Regions from separate parts of the Sus scrofa genome. Here regions 2, 3 and 4 are each linked to region 1. Evidence: chromatin contacts called from public Hi-C and promoter capture Hi-C data. All regions are on one chromosome and are shown on one strand. The core of a region is the stretch at or near the end of the contact, and the rest is flanking DNA. Distances in the headings are between cores, read along the strand shown. Region 1 holds the start of SLC1A2 (excitatory amino acid transporter 2). Region 2 overlaps ELF5 (E74 like ETS transcription factor 5). Region 3 has its middle 31 kb from the start of EHF. Region 4 holds the start of EHF (ETS homologous factor).

Evidence for each region. Promoter capture Hi-C pulls out the DNA fragments that hold promoters and counts their contacts. A called contact is a pair of places that touch in the nucleus more often than the background predicts.
Region 2: a promoter capture Hi-C map of liver shows a contact between it and region 1, with 7 times the contacts expected there. The contact joins the enhancer-like site here to the promoter of SLC1A2 in region 1. A contact is called at or near these places in 2 of 5 promoter capture datasets (fetal skeletal muscle and liver), 6 of 47 Hi-C or Micro-C datasets (embryonic fibroblasts, mesenteric adipose tissue, omental adipose tissue and 2 more) and 1 of 2 datasets of contacts at active chromatin or transcription factors (alveolar macrophages).
Region 3: a contact with region 1 is called in a Hi-C map of alveolar macrophages, with 3 times the contacts expected there. The contact joins the enhancer-like site here to the promoter of SLC1A2 in region 1. A contact is called at or near these places in 2 of 5 promoter capture datasets (fetal liver and liver), 9 of 47 Hi-C or Micro-C datasets (alveolar macrophages, embryonic fibroblasts, heart right ventricle and 5 more) and 1 of 2 datasets of contacts at active chromatin or transcription factors (alveolar macrophages).
Region 4: a contact with region 1 is called in a promoter capture Hi-C map of liver, with 6 times the contacts expected there. The contact joins the promoter of EHF here to the promoter of SLC1A2 in region 1. A contact is called at or near these places in 2 of 5 promoter capture datasets (fetal liver and liver) and 1 of 2 datasets of contacts at active chromatin or transcription factors (alveolar macrophages).

The regions. Positions count from the first base shown.
Region 1 is chr2:25,602,517-25,605,361 of Sscrofa11.1, forward strand. It overlaps SLC1A2 (excitatory amino acid transporter 2), which reads left to right and starts at 1,376. Exons shown (of 11, transcript XM_003480708.4): 1 at 1,376-2,845.
Region 2 is chr2:26,465,531-26,468,375 of Sscrofa11.1, forward strand. All of the region lies in intron 2 of ELF5 (E74 like ETS transcription factor 5), which reads left to right. The region is part of intron 1 of LOC106509379 (a long non-coding RNA gene); the gene reads right to left. Among named protein-coding and RNA genes, the nearest start is that of ELF5, 9.9 kb to the left of the region's middle. Within about 2 kb of position 1,426, at least 3 of the 83 cell types and tissues checked have an H3K27ac peak or open chromatin away from gene starts, as enhancers often do. A contact at or near this core is called in liver, where this site is marked.
Region 3 is chr2:26,369,943-26,372,787 of Sscrofa11.1, forward strand. No RefSeq gene overlaps it. Among named protein-coding and RNA genes, the nearest start is that of EHF, 31 kb to the left of the region's middle. Within about 2 kb of position 1,444, at least 5 of the 83 cell types and tissues checked have an H3K27ac peak or open chromatin away from gene starts, as enhancers often do. A contact at or near this core is called in alveolar macrophages, where this site is marked.
Region 4 is chr2:26,338,859-26,341,703 of Sscrofa11.1, forward strand. It overlaps EHF (ETS homologous factor), which reads right to left and starts at 1,364. Exons shown (of 10, transcript XM_013994435.2): 1 at 1,341-1,364.

The DNA of each region.
Region 1 (2,845 bases), core at 126-2,625:
CTTAAGAAAGGTAAATCTATATGCAAATGTCAGAGCATCCCATTCCTTCTGCTTTAGCCATAATCACAGAATCCCTGGAGGACACTGAGAGATACTAGGAAATTCCAAAATGTTCCTGCTGACTTGTGGGGTTGACTTCATTCTGTCCTCATACCAGAGCTTTATTGACTTAATGTGGGCTGGGAGATTTGTAGTTTGTGGTGAAGACGGAGAAGAATTAAGGGGGTCATCCTCTAGGCAGCTTTAGGGGAGGCTAGATTTTCATGTGGGCTCAGTGGGAAATTAAATGGGGTGGATGGTGCTGCTCCCACATGTCTAGGATGACCCTTTATTGAGCACCCAAGATGTGCGAGGCTCAGAACTAAGCCCTTCCTACACATTAGCTATCTTATTTAACTTCACAGCAACCATGAGGTGGCATTATTTAATTTTTATTTATTTTTTACTGTATTTTTTTTTATGGCTGCACCCATGGCATATGGAATTTCCCAGGCTAGAGACTGAATCCCAGCTGTATCTTCCTTTTGTCTTTCCAAAGGCTAAACACACCAGTTTGCTTCAACTACTCTTGGAGGCTGTGTTTCTGAACCATTTCTCCTCCTGTGCTTCCTGATGCTGGCTGCACAGCAGGATAAAAATCACATGGGGAAGTGAAAAACAAACAAACAAAAAATACAAACCCTGAGTCAGAGCCCTGCTCCAGACGGACGGAACCCAGATCTGGGAAGGTGGCCTGGGCATTATTGTTTTGAAAGAAACTTTCTCATTATATTTTAATGTGCAGTTAGTACTGAAAAGCACTGCTCCAATTTGCTTGAAAAATGAAGACCCTCTGGAGCGAGGAAAAAGAAATCGGTTCCTTCTAGCTAATGATTATTATCCAGAATTATCTGTGGCATATTCCACATAATTTAACAGGCCGCCTCTTTAAGGGCAGCTGAATGCAAATGTTTCGAAAGCATTGGATGGGATGTCAAGGTTCCCAAACATAGCCATTTACCGGGTGCCAGCCTCTAGTGGAAGAGATTTGCGTACCTTTTACATTTCATTTCTTTTTTTCAGCACTGAGAGGTTGGGAACGGTACTCCCATTTTGCAGATGGGATGAAAAGAAATTGAGGAATTTCCTCCCGGATTACTCCAGGGGAAGGTGAAGAACTAAGGCTTTCGGATAGCAGCAGTCGGCACTTCACCACGAAGCCGCGCGCGCCCTGCTGGGACTCGGGCTTCCCTGGCACAGTCCCCAGGATAAACTCCGCGAGCTTCTACGTGGCCCGCTGCTGCATTCGGTCTTCGAAAAAGCCTCAGAGCTGGAAAGCGCCTCTTTCTGGGAATAAGACTAGGGAGGCGGCGACGGAGGACGATACCCGTATCTCAGACCCTGCCCAGAGGAGCCCCGCAGGTTCTAAGGGACTGGCTTGCCGCACTGACATCGGCGCGCTGACACTTTGCAGATCTCTTTCTCTCAAGAGAGAGCCCTTTTAATTTTCACTTCGGCCCAGCAAAGGGGGTTAATTTGGCCCCATTTTCCAGACGAGGAAAGTGAGTCTTTCTCTCCCCGTAGGTCGCAGCGTGGGGAAGTGGTGGAGCTGGAGGTGTCCGCCTTGTCCCAGAGATAATAAAACCTGCACGGATTTCGTCATTATTATGCAAAGCCGGCGGGGAAGCTCCAATCCTCCCTTGACCGAGCCCATCTGTCTCCGCGCGCCGCCCCCGGGGCACAGAAGCCGACGGCAAACGGAGCCGAGTGGGTGGAAACCCTTCCTCTCCGCTTGCCTCGCCATCGCTCCGCGCCTTCTCCGCCAGCGCCCCCGAGGCCGACCTCCCTCGGCTTAAAAAAAAAAAAACTGCGGCCTCCCCAGCACCCCGCCAGCGGCCCCTAGGGAACTGCATTAATATTAATCCCCATGCATAATTGAAGGCCAGAGATTTATTCGGGCCGCGGTGGGGGAGGGCGCCCGGCTGGGCTGTGTTGTGGCCGCGCTACTCAAAAGCTTCGGCCGCTCGGGTTCCGCGGGGCCTGGTACCCAGGACGTGGGAAGTTGGGGCGGGTGTGCAGCCTGTGAGGATGAGCTTGGGAGTAATGTGAGTCTGAGCAAGTGTGCCAAGGAGTGAGGCGTAGCGCTGGGGGCTGCTCGAGGGAGGCGGGGACGGAGGGGCATCCCAGGTCTTCACGCCTTGGCTTGCGTTTTACCCACAGCCGGGTGACCCCGGGCCACGCGGGCTTGAGAGGAAACAATAGCGACTCCTTAGATCCTGGGCTCCTGCCACCGGCGGCCCAGGCCTTCCCAGGAGACCAGCGGGGCTTCTTATTTGGCTAGTTTATGGCGAGAGGCTGGGCGGGGGCGGGGGCGGGATGGCGGAGGAGGGACCGCGGCTGGAGCTGGGGGGCGAGGGGGCGGCAGTTAAAGGAGTCTCCCGAAGCAGAGGCGCTGGTGATGTCAGCTCTCTACTAAAATAGAGAGGGATCGCCCGCAAATCCCCAGCTCCAGCGGGGCTAAACCTTGCAACCCCTCCCCGGCCGGCGCTGAGCCAGGGCGCAGCGACCTCCACCGCCTCCCCCGGCGTTCACACCCACCGCACACGCGCGCACGCACGCACGCACACACACGTTCCCTTGCACACCTACCGCACTCGCCGCCCTCCCACCCCCCACGAGCCCGCGCTCCGCCACTCGAAGCGCCCCACACCAAACACAGGTGGCAGCGGCGGCAGGTCGTCCCTGCGCGCAGTCCCGGAGGCGGCGCCTCTCTCTTGGGGGAAACCACCCTCCGAGCCTGCAAAGCACCCAGCAAGGCACTACCGGAGCCGGCGGAGGGAGCGCAGGACGCGCGCAGCGGAGAGCG
Region 2 (2,845 bases), core at 176-2,675, 860 kb after region 1:
CCCTGGCCTTTCTCAGTGGACGTTGCTGTGGCTGTGGCATAGGCCACCAGCTGCAGCTCTGATTTGACCCCTAGCCTGGGAACTTCCATATGTCGTGAGTGCGGCCCTAAAAAGAAAAAAAAAACAAAAAAACAAACAAAAAAAAGAGTAACTCTGAGGATTAAGGGATCCACACTGTGAAATATATAGCCTGGCACCAAGCAAGTGCTCAGTAAAACAGAGGTCCCCACGTTGTCCCCCAGGCTACCTCCACTGAACTTTCCCTTCTCCCAACTCAGTTTTCTCTGCCTAAGAAGGAAGCACGGGGCCTTGAGCAAATCCCATGCCAAATGGAGGCCTGCTGAGCTTTGGCCCAGAAACCCTCTGAGAGCCTCTGTCCCCAGGTACCTGGGTGACTGCACATGACAGCAAGCCTGGCTGATGGCTAGCACAGCAGGTGCACACCCCAAAGGGACGTGACGTAAGCCGGGATCAAGGTATCAGCCCTTGCCGCTCAGCCTTGACCTGTGTGCTCTAGCTGCGGGGGAGCCTAAGCTGAGGGTCAAGAGGCAGGTGGCCTCCAGGAGAGGCCGAGACTCTGAGGACACTGAACCGTCCACCACAGGGAGCCATGCCTTCAGGCCGGCCACCAGCACTGCACAGACAGAGCTGAGGCACATACTTCTGAATCCAGGGCCACCCCCTCCCCCAGCCCCACACGCGACATGTGACACGTGACATCGCTCAATCTCACCGAAAGGTCCTGATAATTGGGCGTGGACCTGAGTCACCCAGCTGCACATTACAAATCTCTGCCAGGCCTCAGGAGCACCTTGCTTCCCAGGAAGATAATGAGAAAGCTCTTCAATCCACCCCCCCAACCTCAATATTTACTTAAGAGGCTAAATTCGAAGGAGGAAAATGAAGGCTTTCCAGTCCCTGCCCCTGCCCCACGTGGCCCACGATGGTGGAGCCCCAGCTCCTGGCCATCCTCCCTACCCACTCCTGCCGTCCTGGGAGCCCCCTCTTCCTGCCTAGTCTGCTGGGTGGCAGCAGAGTGGGAGGGAAGGGGATGGCCCCAGCGGCCTACCCCGTGCAAAGTTCCGGAAACCTCTGTCGTTGTCAGGCACTCCGACTTTGAGCTAGGAATCCTAAATGTGAAGTCCAACTCTGCTATTTCCATGTCTACACCATCTTGACCTCTCCCGCCTTGGTTTTCTCGTCTGTAAAGTGGAGACGGTGGTAGGGCCCATCTCGCAGTGCTGTGAGCGTGAAATGAGTTAATACGCGTGAAACGGGAACACGGCAAGCGCACGAAGTGTATAAAAATGAAGGATGAGTTTCAGTTTGGGATGAAGACGTTGTGCAGATGGAGAGTGGTGATGGCTGCACAACAATAGGAATGTACTGAACTACGCTCAACGGTTATGTTGACAAAGCCCAGAGCCAGCTTTCTCCTGTCTGAGGCCTCTGCATTTCCACCAGTGTAATGAGGAGTTGAGCCAGGTCCTTGCTAGGTTCCCTTCCAGAACCTTCTCTGATCCCCGCATCACAGAGGGAGCCTTCATCCCCCACCACCCCTGGGAGACTAGAAATTCCCACCATCATGTGAAAATTAAAATATCCTCTGAGAGTGGCCCTGCATCCTAACATTCCCCGAGGGAGGAGCCCGGCTTTGGGCTTGCCATCTGGCCCCCTGGATTTCAGGAGTGTCTCTGAGCCCCTAAACATCACATTTTGGGGGTGAAAGATTAGTCTCCAGGGACGGCCTGGGCTCCCTGAGTCCCACTGGTGAAAGGAATGGCCCTGCAGCGTCTTCTGTCTTTTTCTCACCCAGAGAGGCCACACGTGGGTCTGAGTATCTGCACGAAAGTTCGCTGAAAGCCAGGTTCACCTCCAGACACTGCTCTGCAAACTTTCCAAGCCTGGTGGCCCTCTCCCTAAGGTCCTTGACCACCTCATGGGACATTCTAGCTTGAATTCAGGGTTGTTCCAATGGCAGCTTCCTGTTTGGGTTTGGGTTCAAAGGCTGGTGCCGGCACTGACCCGCCCTGTGACTTTGGGCAAGCTTTTCCTAACATCTCCGAGATACACTTCCTCAGCTGAAAGAGTTTCTGCCGCCTGGCATTGGAAGGACTGGCTAGATTCCACATACAAAGTGTTCAGTAAAGCATCTGGCGCTTGCTAGGTGGTCTCGGCAGCCAGGACACCTCCTGACTGGCACAGATGGAAAAAACAGCTTTCTCTCTTGTCGCTTCACTTTTCACATTGAATGACGGCAACATGGGCTGCCTCCCATCCCAACCTTTCAAGTCAGTATTATTGGCAGCTTAGACACTTGGCGACCAAAGGGAAAGAAAGGGGGAAAGACATGATGTGCCCACTAGATAAATGATGTCACGAGAGGGCAGGAAGCAATAGGTAACCTAGTTAAGAGAACCATATGGTTTACTGTCTCTCAAAGGGCTCTAGCAGAGGCCGCCTGAACCTGTGTCTGACGTGCAGGATCCCACCTGCTCTTTGAAGTAGCCCTTCTGTGTGGCTGCTCTGCCGGCTGGCGAGTGGACAGTCACAGATTGCAAAATGCTCTAGAATGTCATGAGCTCACCCTGGCCTTCCCGGCAGCTCTTTAAAAATAAAGAATAATGGAGAGTGGAAACTCTTATCCAGGCTGGAGGATGGGGGGAGCTGCGTATATTTCACAAGCATATGCCATTTTGAAAAGATTATGTCTCCAATCGAGTTCCAATAGCCAAGCGTCTGACAAGTCATGGGAGTAGCTGGACCTCATCCCTACTTCTGAACTCCATCCTGACCCTCCACGCGCCTGCGCACCCCTCCCCTGATCGCCGAGGGGGCCCGGCCA
Region 3 (2,845 bases), core at 194-2,693, 770 kb after region 1:
TAGATAGTAAGAACTACCTCACAGCTTTGTTAGGGGGATTGCTATATAATATAATGATGTCAAGTGCTTAGATCAGAGCCTGATCTATAGAAAACAATGAACAAATAAATGTTCCTGAGAGTTCCCTGATGGCCTAGTGGATTAAGAATTTGGCATTGTCTGGAGTTCCTACTGTGACGTAGAGGAAACGAATCTGACTAGGAACCATGAGGTTTTGGGTTAGATCCCTGGCCTTGATCCTGGTTAGATCCTCAGTGGGTAAAGGATCTGATGCTGCCATGAGCTGTGGTGTAGGTCACAGACACGGCTCAGATCCCTCTTTGCTGTGGCTGTGCTGTAGGCTGGAGGCTACAACTCGGATTAGACCCCTAGCCTGGGAACCTCCATATGCCATAGGTGCAGCCCTAAAAAGACAAAAGACAGAAAAAAATAAAATAAAATAAAGAATTTGGCATTGTCATTGCTGTGGCTTGGGTCACTGCTATGGTTAGGGTTCAATCCGTGGCCCAGGAACTTCTGCATGCTCATTATTATATTATCAAATGGATAAAAACCACCAAACAAAACCCAACTAAGATTTGTTTAACAGGTTCATAAAAAGTTACCCGAAATGACTTGTCTCTCCTCCTAGATAGGTCTGCTGTTTGATGTATTTGAACAATCAGCTAAACACATGAGAAGAGATGTTTCTATTTAAGGAGCTCCCACTGTGGCACAATAGGCAGTGTCTCTGCAGCACCAGGACTGCGGGTTTGATCCCCAGCCAGCACAGTGGTTAAAGGATCTGGAGTTGCCACATCTGCAGCATAGGTCATAACTGTAGCTCAGATCTGATCCCTGGCCCGGGAACTCCACATGCCACAGGGTGGCCAAAAAAGAAAATTAAAAAGTCAATTTGAAATGTTTAAGGAAAAAGCGATTTGGCAAGCAGGTAGAATCAGAAGAACTGGGCCTCAGTTTCCCTCTCTGCATGAAGAGAAGTCTGGAATACAAGCTGCTGTCTTTCATCTTTGACCTTCATAAAGCAGCCTGATTCTGCAAGGGTCATCCTAGCTACTCGTGTATGCATCTAGCAACTTCTAATCCTGCCTGGCCCAGGAATACCTGGCATCTGGTGCCCTTCTCTGGGTGGAGTTTTTGCAGGGCTCACACAAGCCCACTGCCTGGGCATATCTCCACTATCCCTAAGCCTCCCTAAGATCCACCAGTTCCAACATCCCCGAGTGCCCACCATACGCAACCACAGAAGGCAAAATTCTAACCCGCAGTTCCGAGAACTTGCAGAGAGGAGAAATGGGGCTTTATTGGTTTCCAGCGTTACCTGCCCAACCTATTCAGGAGGACATTTCCTTCTTTCCTCCACAGCTTTGGAGAGTCCTTCTTCTTCTTCACATTCAGGGGACAGAAAGCTAGCAGCAGAACTTGGCTTTTTCCCAGCGTGACAACGTGCTTTGGGGTTAATGAAACATCGCCACCTGGTGGAATGATACTAAGCTAACTAGACAGAGAGTGACGGACTTCTAGTCTCCCAACAGGTAAGGTCACAGAATCCCAAAGAGAAAGAGCTAGAAGGGTCCTTAGAGCTTGGATCCGATTTCTTTACTAAATAATGGAAATGTTGTATAGAGATGGTTTGTGAATGTCAAGACTAGAACCCAGAACGACTGACCCTTTGTGTGAATAATGCCGCTTTCTTCCTTCTCTACTACCTACCCCGCACAACGGATACTCAGTCATCCCATACTGTCGCCCAAAATGACTTAATAACTGAGGCTAGCAAAGTCAGGATTATTTCCATCCTGCATGTTTCCTCTTGCTTTTTATCAACTCTACGGAGGTAGAATGGGAAGACTAGAGGAGTTGCAACCAGTAACTGGTATAAAGAAAAGACAGATCACACACCTATGGTCAATTCTTCTTCAACAAAGGGGGCAAGAATATACAATGGAGAAAAGACAATCTCTAAGCAAGTGATGTTGGGAAAAGCTGGATAGCTGCATGTAAATCAACGAAGTTAGGACACTCCCTCATACCATACACAAAAATAAACTCTTAACAGCTTAAAGACATAAGTGTAAGACATGACACCATAAAACTCCTAGAAGAGAATACAGGCAAAATCCTCTGACATAAATTATAGCAGTGTTCTCTTGGGTCGGTCTCCCAAGACAAAAGAAATAAAAGCAAAAAAAAAAAACAAAAACAAATGGGACTTAATCCAACTTAGAAGCTCTTGTACAGCAAAGGAAACCATAAGCAAAATGAAAATACAACCTATAGAATGGGAGAAGATATTTGCAAACAATGAAACAAACAAGGGACTAATTTCCAAAATATACAAATAGCTCATATAGCTCAGTATCAAAAAACAAACAACCCAATCAAAAAATTGGGCAGAAGACCTAAATAGACATTTCTCCAAAGAAAGCATACAGATGAAAAGATGCTCAACATCACTAATTGTTAGAGAAATGCAAATCAAAACTACAATGAGGTTTCACCTCATACCAGTCAGAATGGCCACCATCAAAAAGTCTACAAATAATAAATTCTGGAGAGGGTGTGGAGGAAAGGGAACCCTCCTACAATGTTGGTGGGAATGTATATTGATGCAGCCACTATGGAGAATAGTATGGAGGTCCCTTACTAAACTAAAAATAGAGCTACCCTATGATCTAGCAATCCCACTCTCTGGCATATATCTGGAACACACAAAAACTCTCATCCAAAAAAGACCTACACCCCAATATTCACAGCAGCACTATTTACAATAGTCAAGACATGGAAGCCACTTAACTGCCCATTGACAGATGAATGGATAAATAAAATGTGGTGTACATATACA
Region 4 (2,845 bases), core at 114-2,613, 740 kb after region 1:
ATATATAAATATGAATGTGTATACATATATACGTATGACTGGGTTGTTTTGCTGTACAGTAGAAATTGACAGAACACTGTAAATCAACTATAATGGAAAAAATGAAAGTCATAAAATAAAAAAAATTTTAAAGAGAAGCTTAACAATGTGCTGAAATTTGCATTATAATATCTTACAGGAACAGGGAAAATGAAGCTCAGTTCTGGAAAGCAATTGAAAATGTGAATATTTCTTGGAAGACTGAGATTATAAAGTTGAAATGAAAAAAAAGTAGGAAACAGGCAAACAAGTCTGGATCTTATGGGACAGTTTTCAGCCCCTGCCCTTCCATACCAAATATTTAAAAAGTCAAAATGCTCAGAATAAGACTAGAGGGGAAGCCCATTGGAAAAAGTTGTGACCTGGTCTTGTCTGGGAAGTCATGAGTCTCTTCTGACACAAAGGTCACTCCACCCCCCATCAGCGGCTAGGCAGGCTAAGCACCACAGTGAGACGCCCTTAGGCATCTAGATCGAGAAATGGCAGAAGCGTAGAGTGAAGAGTTGGAGGGATGACGAGGGCATTAAATATGAAGGTTGAGGGCAGTCGTGGACACTAGCTGGGGGTGGGGGTTGCTGTCAGTTTCTCAATCCCCATTCTTTATGAGCAATTGGGTGTCTCAAGAAAACGTAAAATGCTAACCAGCCAGATTCTGCTCCTATATGCCTTCCAGACAGAAATTAGGAATTCTGGACCTGCTCGAGCCTCTGCAAAGAATGCATCTAGAAACCTTCTGGAAATGATATCCAAGGGCTGACAAGCACATCCATTGGGACGATGCAAAAACCTCATTTGCATAAATAAATGACTCATTCAGTCCATTCAAAACATATGCACCTGCACATTGGTGAATGCCAAGATAGAAACCCTTGGAATTATTTCTGAATAATTCCATATTGAGGGGAAATCCAGATGAAATCTCGCAATGTGTATTATGGCATGTCTATGATTTTTCTCCCCTTCCCCTCCCCCCTCCCCATCCATAGCCATCACATACGGGGGTTTGAAATTAGTCAATCTGTCTTCCTGGACGAGAACCGTATGCCAAATACTTATTTTGAGACCTCGTTTCTTTTATGACAGTGCCCCAGGAAAGTTTTATGAGAATCCTAATTTCAGGTTGGAGGTTAATAGCTCTGAAATTCTGAGAACCAAAAGATATTGTGTAGGTGGGTGTACAGTGAAACCGAAATAAGGAACTCCTCTGTAAACTGAACCAAAAATATGCACAGTCAGTTCATCTGAACACTTCTCTCGGGAGGACGACCCCGAGCGAAAGGGACCAGCCCCGGGCTACTCACTTCCTCACAGTGGAAAAGATGGCGGCCGCTGAGCTCTGTTCGGCTGCAAAGGACGCGACTCGGAGGGCGCGGGCCAGAGCCACCCCTGACAAGGTGAACGTGCCAGAAGGGCATGGTCTGCTTGCCAGGGACCTTCTCCGTCAACACCGAAGTGATGAAGGACTTTTTCCATCCACACCAAAACCCCTCAAAGTCTGCCCAAGGGTTAGAGCCCTCAGATTCACCAGTTTGTGCGTCTCCAGGGACTGCCAGAACCACTAGAGCAGAAAATCTCAGGGAGTCAAACCTTAGCTCTCACAATTGTGTGTGGTTGTGGTGGAGGAGGGGCGCCCTCGGCAAATTCCTGGGTTTTGCTAATTCCTTTTCTTTCCAGCTTGGCAGGTCACCTTAACTTGGACGCTGAATGCCCAGCTGGGGAAAATAGGCTTGTTAGGGGATGGGTCAATGCTCTGTGAACTTCAGCCTTGGCTGGGGGTGACATTCTTTGAACCACCAGGTAAGACGAGCCTAGGAAGCCTCAGCACTGTGCCAACATGGACACAATTGCCCGTCATCCAGACCCACCATGGGTCACTGCACTGCCTGACTCCGAGTGGACCACTCATTGCTCTGACTGCAACCCACCTCCACACCTCAGACCTGTTGGCAGGGCACATGGGGCGGTAGGGAGAGTTGCCGGGAAAGAAGGTGAAGTGAGACCAAGAAGGAAATGGGCAGAGAGAGAGGAGTTTCGGTATCTTTCATCCTGAAGTCCGTAGAGAAACTGTGAGATGTCCCCAAAACTCACTTGGTAACATTTCTTACCATTTTAAGCACAACGGGACCAGAATTTTATACCCACATTTCCATTCTTCATGTTGGCCACCTTCTCGAAAAGCAACCAGATCATGCCCTTATTCAGAAATCTTTGCCAGTTTCCCCGTCTGTGGAGCTACGTTCCTCAGAGGACACAGCTACCAAGGGTGGTTGGCGAGATGATTTTGAACACAAGCAATAATTTCTATTTTAATGGTTATATGTTTTTGATGGGAAAACAAGTAAAAAAGAGAGTCAAACTAAGCCAAAATGAAAATGATTGAGCCAATAATATAAATGGGTACATAGACATGGCAAAAAAAAAAAAAGTGATAATAAAATATTAGTGATTGAAGTTTGGAAAATAATGGCTTAAAGACCTATAGTTCCAACTTCCTGAGGGCACACTGTTACCGGTCCCCCCACCACTTGGTCTCCACCTATGTCCTAAGTCCCACGGTCTCCAACCGTACCTCTGGGGTACATCCCATATGCGGTGGACCCACCCGCATGGCTTCTGCACACGTGCCATGTGTTCCTTGCCTCCTTCTGTCCCACCACGTGAACCATCCTTTCCCCACCTTTGCCCAGTGGAACCCAATCCATTTTCTCCATTCCGTCTTCCCCAGTCACTTCATTAGAATTTAAGTCTCCCAGAATGGTTTGCTTGTGCTTGGAACCATTCCACAGTCAACATTCAACAACTATTT